Regions from separate parts of the Sus scrofa genome. Here region 2 is linked to region 1. A link is a contact called in public promoter capture Hi-C data. All regions are on one chromosome and are shown on one strand. The core of a region is the stretch at or near the end of the contact, and the rest is flanking DNA. Distances in the headings are between cores, read along the strand shown. Region 1 holds the start of EIF4G2 (eukaryotic translation initiation factor 4 gamma 2). Region 2 holds the start of WEE1 (wee1-like protein kinase).

Region 1 (3,234 bases), core at 326-2,825:
TCCAGCTGTTAAAGTTCAAATGAAATTGGCTTGATAACAATAATTGTAACAAAATATAATAATGAGGGGGAATGATCAACCTAATATATGGCAAAGATCTAAAGATGCTAGAACTGTGTTAGATACCTTCAGGGCCTCACCACACCCTTCCACGATCAGCTGCAAACGTCCTAGGAAAAACCGGCACCTCTCTTGAAAATTGTATTAAGGAGTAGGTGCTTTTAGCCTCAAGAGCTGTTTTGACATGTCAAATATAAGTTTGACTCTATAAAAATCCTGCCTCTTTATTGGACATTTTCTTTAAAAGTCGTTCAGGTAAAACGCGCGCGCGCGCACACACTTTCTTGCTTCTGATCACACATTGTATCAAGAACTTCGTTTTGTGTTCAAAACGAAGCTGGGGACAGAGCTGCTGTTTAAGTATATAGAGACATGACTCCATTTTTGTATAGCTAAAATGTCGCAAACGATGGAATACTTCATCTTACTGGACCTCTCCCTTAAAATACTACCTGAGAAGTATAAATAGTTCAACTTGACGGCTTTGAAAAGCCGAATCCTATTTGTAGGATAGACCTTATATAAAATGGAAATATAAAGCTGTCAGTCTTCAACGTGCTTAAAAAATAAACAAATCAGGAGCTAGCAATTAAAATCCTCCAGACGCCCGCGCTCCGCAAACACTTCTTCCAAAGAATTCTGGCATATTCTGGGTATTCCCGTACCACCGCTGGCCGGATATTCCCTTGGGGAAAGCTGCTTGTCTAGTGAGGTACAAAGACAATAAAACCCTTCCTTTCATCCCTTTCTCATTCACTCTGCAGGGGGTGGACTAAATAGGGAGCTGAAGGAAGCTTTCTTAACGCATTTGGGTGCACCGTCTGGTCTCCGGGCGTCCCCATCCAAAGGCTGCCGAAGATGAGCACCTGGAGACCAGTCATTCCGGGCGCTGCGCCCCGGGGCGCAGAGCCTCAGCCCTACAGGCCGCTCCCAGGGAGGCCCAGCCTGCCAAGGGCAATCTCTGCTCCTCGGGGGCGCCAGGAAAATCAAGACTCGCACACGCAAGGGACAGGAATCGGGTCGGGTGGAAGGACAAATTTCCTTCCCACATTCTTGGTGAGAAAACCAGGTAGAGGGACTGTCCAACTCCAGCATGGGATACGGACTCCTGGAACAAAGAGACAGGAGGAAGACCAGGCGGCCACACCAACGCAGACTCAGAGGGCTCTACCACTTTACGCAAGTGGTCCGCAACTCGTCCGCGCTCAGTTCCCCTTACGCCACTGGCTTGGCCTCAGAGCCTTCGCGAATATGGCTTTGCGCACTGCGGCGGAGTCGAGCCGCAACCGAGCTTGGCTCTGTGACTCCTCCCCACGGCCGGGTGCCGATTGGTGGCGAACATCAGCCCGGCTGTTGATTGGGTGGCGAAGGAGCCATTCGGGGCGGCTCTGGTGGGTTCGGCTGCCCTAGAGTGATAAGTTCGGCTTCAGACACGCCTCAGCGCCAGCAGCGAGTCGGAGCTCTATGGAGGTGGCGGCGAGTATCGGGTGGTGGCTGCAGCAGCGACTCCTCTGAGCTGAGCGTTTCAAGCCGGTCCCGACTCCTTCCTCCCCCTTCCCTCCCCCTTTTTTGTTTTCCGTTCCCCTTTCCCCTCCCTTCCCCGTCCCGACGACCGGATCCGAGGAGGCAGCTGCGGCGGCAGCTGCTGAGTTCTCGGTGAAGGTGAGTGGAGCCGCCGCTGGCGCTGCCGCCGCCGCCGCCGCCGCCGAGTGGAGCGCTCTAAAATGGCCGCCGTCCCTGGCCGCTTCTTCTCGAGTGGTACAAAATGGCGGACGCAGGCGGAGCCGGGTGGGGCGACCCTTTTTTAGCGTTTCCTCCGCGCTCCGGGCACCTGGAACTTCCTCGCCCTTGTCTTCTCTTCCCCTTGTTGATGGAATAGAAGGAGCCGGCGGCCCCCGACAGTCTCGGTGGCTGTCGGCGGCCGTACCCGCGGGACCGGGGCGGGCCGAAGCGCGGCTGTGTTCGGCCAGGGAGAGAGCGTGGCAGGGCCGCGCGTGCTGTGGGGAGGGTCGCGGCCCGGCGGGGAGGGCTCGGCCGTTGGCGCGGGACCAGCCGAGGCGGAGGCGTCCCGGAGCCCAGCTCCCGGCGGGGAGGTGTGTGGGGCCCCGGGGCCGGCGGGGAGAGCGGCCGGGCTGCCCGCGGTGGGGGAGCGAAGGGCCTGCCCCGGCGGCCTCTCTTGTGACGGGAGAGGAGGGAAAGCGAGGCTTTCTGAGCTTTTGTCGGCTGGGGAGGCGGCGGTGAGGCGGCTGTCAGTTCCTCGGGGATTTATGGGTGGGAGGGGGCCGCTGGAGGGAAGGAGGCCGTCTTCCTGCCTGAGAACAAAGAGCCGGGCGCTGGGCCGCGGGGGCGGCCTCCGCTCCTCCCCGAGGCTTGCCCCCGGCAGCTTCGCCGGGAGGCTGTCGGAAGCACTTCCTAACTCGGCCCGGGTGGGAGGAATCCACTGCTCTTTTGTTCCCAGGAAGGGAAAAAATTGGGTGGAGGTTCTTGCTGCCATGTTGTGGCCCTGGTCTTCCGCCTGCCTAGTGCCAGGCGCTGTGCACCCGGTGCCTCGCGTCTTCCCGCGAGCCCTCTGCGCCTAGTTCAGAGCATGGGCAGCGGTGAGAACCCAAGACTTCAGTTAAGCCCTTCATGTAGTCTGTTGCTCGTCCCGGAGGCAGTAACAACTACGTTTTCCACATAACGTGCCTCTGTATCAGAGTTAGACTTTCTATTATTGATCTCGGTGTCTAGTTGTAAAGGAGGTAGTGTGTGGCTTTTTCAAAGACTAGTTCTTAGCCATTTAGCTCTTCGTTTATTGCTGTGTAGGTTCTTCCTTGCATCTTCAAACACCGAGAACTTCCAGGTAGTAAAACAATTTTCCTGTGTTTTGAGAACCTTCTTGAGTCTTAGGAGTTCTGCAATGCAGTGTAAGTTCAGTCAACTGCAGTGTCAGGCTCTGAAATAAATTATAATGGAAGACGATTTATAGATTTGTATGTTAGTGGTGTCTAATTTTGGTACTCTTTTCTCATTCCAGGTTTTTCGTTTCTCCCATCCCTTCCCTCCCCACCCATCCATTAATATTATTCTTTTGAAGATTCTTCGTTGTCAAGCCGCCAAAGTGGAGAGTGCGATTGCAGAAGGGGGTGCTTCTCGTTTCAGGTATGTGTACATTTATTTTAGCAGTTACTGGGA
Region 2 (3,234 bases), core at 366-2,865, 1.2 Mb after region 1:
ACGCTGGTTTTTAACAGTTGGATGTTCCTAATCAGGACACTTAGGGTAACCAAACTTGGGCAGTCCAAACTCGAGAGTATAAAGAAACGCTTACCCAATAAATATTCTGTCCGTAAGGAGGCTTAAAGGCTACCCTGAGTTATTTACGAGTCTTTAAGACTGTAAAGGCTTGAAAGCCAGCCTTTTCTCCCAAGTCGAAGTGCAGTCTCCCTCCGTATCTCAAACTTTCCCCCATAAGACCACCTGACACAAAACGATAAGCGCATGATTTTTTTTTTTTTTTCAACCGAACTCCTGCGTGCGCCGCCCAAATTACAGGACCGATCACTGCGTTTAAAAGGCACCAGATGGCTGCGGCGCTCGGGAGTGTCAGGTGGCCGGGCCAGCACCACTCGAGCATCCTTCCAAACCACGTTATCGGTGCTACACTCCCGGCTGCCGTGCTCGGGGCGGCCCCGACTGCGGGCGTTAAATCGTCAGCCACCTGGACGGCGCCGATCAGCCCTTTGAAAGATGAAGAAGTTCCAGACGAGGGCCATTGTTCAGTTACATAATCTTTAACGGACAACTGCTGGGCAGGGCCCCAAAGAGGGGCTGCCAACTTTTTTGTTGCGGCGCAGGAGAGAGAGCGGGGGTGCGGCCAGGCGGTTATGTAACTGAACCCGGGCAGCGCCGCGCTCGGCTCCCAGCGCCGCGGCCTTTTTAAAAGGCTGGGCCGGCAAGGGCTCGGGCTGCTCGGGCCGCCGCGTCCTCTCACCTTGGGGGTATGCGGCGTGTCGAAAAGCCGCAGCTTGCGGAAGGTCTTGTGCGGCGGGGTGCCCGGGTGGTCGGGCAGCGGCGAGCAGGGCCCCTCGGCCGCCCTGCGCGTCGCGCAGCCCCGCGGGGACGCATCCCCCGGGCCGCCACAGCGCACGGGCGAGAACGAGCTGCCCAGAAAGTAGGCGGCCGCCGGGGACTTGACCGGCGACGAAGAGCCGAAGCCCTCCTCCTCCCATGAGTCGCCCTCGGCCCCGCCGCCCGCCGCGTCGGCGCCGGAGCAGGCGCCCCGCAGCAGCAGGTCCTCCTCCAGCTCCCCGGGGCTGCCGGGGGCCGGGCCGGGCGAGCGGCGGCGCTCGGGCCCGGCCTCTGTGGGGCTCCGCGCAGGCGGCAGCGGCGAGTCGGGCTCCTGAAAGGCCGAGTCCTCCCCTGTGCTGTGGCCGCTGCCTTCTTCCTCCTCTTCTTCCTCCTCCTCCTCACAGTCGCTGCAGGGCGAGAAGATCAGTTTCTGCCGCAAGGTGCAGGAGGCCCCAGCGCGGCGGGGCGGCGGCGGCTGCTGCCGGCTCAGGAAGCTCATCGCGCCCCTAGGGCCGGGGCGAAGGACCGGAGAATCGGGGCCCGCGGAGTCCAGGACACTGCCGGCCCAGGGGGCGGGTCCGCCACGTGCGACTGGGCGCGCCTAGCGGCTTCGGCGGCGGGCCTGCGCGGCGGCGGCGGCGGCCTGCGGCTCCGGGACGCTCGGGACGGCGGATGGTGGGGGCGGCAGCGGCGCGAACTGTCCGGCAGCGGAGGGGCGGCCCGGGCGCCGAGGCTGGGGTCTCCGCAGGTCCAGCCACAGGTTCGGGCTCCGCGGCTTCCCGCGACCGTTAACCACGTGAGTGCCCAGCCCACCAATCCCCGCCCAGCTCAGGGTTTGAAAAAAATGGAGGGCGCGACGTACCCCGCGGGGGAGGGATCGGCTACGCGATTTTGGCGCGAACTCGCTGGCTCCGCCCACCCTGCTCGGCGCCCAGCCAGGCCTGGGCGGGCGTGGCGCCGCGGGCCTATGAGCGAGCGGGATCACTCGAGCCGCGGGTCCGGAGCCGCCCGGACCGGGCCAAGGTGGAGCCGAGGCCGCCCTCTGGGTGGGACCAAGGGTGAGGGCTTGGCTAGGCTGATCCCAGCGCGGCCCTGGACGCGTTCGCCGCCCGCAAGGCTTCCGCGAGTCTGGAATCGGACGGGCGGCGAGAGAGCGCCTCTGGGTCCCGGCAAGTCTGGGCGAGCGGGGGACTGCAGTGGCCCTCGGGCGCTGTCCCTGGATACCAACCTACTGCCCCGCGTCCCTTTGGTGCCGGCCCCTGAGGCAGTGTGGGCGTGGCTGTGGGAAGTCACGTTCCCGGGTCGAGGTCTCTCAGGACAGTTCTGAACTGTAAACAAATTGGTTAGGGGGACACCAAAGTCAGCAGGAAGGCGGACACTCGAGTTCTCCAGGCGAGGTCACCAGCTGCGGGGCAGCCTCTGAGCCTCAGCTTCCACCCCAGAGTGGCTGATAGGGTCCAGTGTGTCCATAGGGAGTTGAGCGCCCCCAGGCTGTGGTCCCCTCAGATGTCCCGGCTCCCGCAAATTGTCCACAGTAAATAAAGCCGCCCCAAGTTCGGCCGTAAGCACAAAACCGAGCGCCCACCACCAGGCCACGCTGTTTATATTTGTTTGCCAGCTCATGGGCAAGTGTTGGCAAAATAGAATGGCTCAGCTCGCTGCAAACTTCAAAGGGACTTGAGAAAATTTCTCTAGCACCACGTTAAATTGTGATTTACTCCATCCCTTACTGTCACACAGAGAAGATTCCAACAATCTTTTACTTGTCAATAACCCCATAAAGAATATTCTTCCTCCTTGCGTTTTTTTTTTTTTCCTGTGTTTTATTTTGCCGTTTTTATTCTTTAGGATTGCTGGGTCAAAGATATAAACTGCCACACCGCTCTTCAGAGAGAAAAAAATTACGTTCTCACTAGTATTGGCTTAGAATACACCCTTTGTGAATTCTGGACATCAGTGGATAACATTCGTTAACGTGGGTTTTTTTGTTTGTTTGTTTGTTTGTTTTTATGGCCACCACACCCACGGCATATGGAAGTTCAGGCGTCAAGGATTGAATCCCAGCCACAGCCAAGACAGTGGTGGCAAAGCTGATCCTTTAACCTACTGTGCCTGGTGGGGGATGGAACCTGCACCTCCTCCACAAGCAGAGCTGCTGAAGTCAGATTCTTCACCCACTGCGCCACTGCAGGACCTAATGTTTGTTAATGTAGTTTTGCTGTTTTGATTCATATCACTGGACGGTTTTCATGGGCCTAATAGCTGTTTACATTCATTTCTATGAATATTAACACGTGGACATATACATTATTCTAACACTTTTCAAAGGTAAAGTTCAAGCTGGATTTGTAATGGAAACACATTTTTTTTTCTCCCTTTTGGGCCACACCCTCAGCATTC

What was found. Promoter capture Hi-C pulls out the DNA fragments that hold promoters and counts their contacts.
Region 2: a promoter capture Hi-C map of fetal liver shows a contact between it and region 1, with 5 times the contacts expected there. The contact joins the promoter of WEE1 here to the promoter of EIF4G2 in region 1. A contact is called at or near these places in 1 of 5 promoter capture datasets (fetal liver) and 1 of 2 datasets of contacts at active chromatin or transcription factors (alveolar macrophages).

What each region holds. Positions count from the first base shown.
Region 1 is chr2:48,665,015-48,668,248 of Sscrofa11.1, forward strand. EIF4G2 (eukaryotic translation initiation factor 4 gamma 2) reads left to right here and starts at 1,576. Exons shown (of 22, transcript XM_021083319.1): 1 at 1,576-1,722; 2 at 3,077-3,201. The coding sequence starts at 1,576.
Region 2 is chr2:49,892,894-49,896,127 of Sscrofa11.1, forward strand. It overlaps WEE1 (wee1-like protein kinase), which reads right to left and starts at 1,616. Exons shown (of 11, transcript XM_003122982.4): 1 at 758-1,616. The coding sequence starts at 1,333.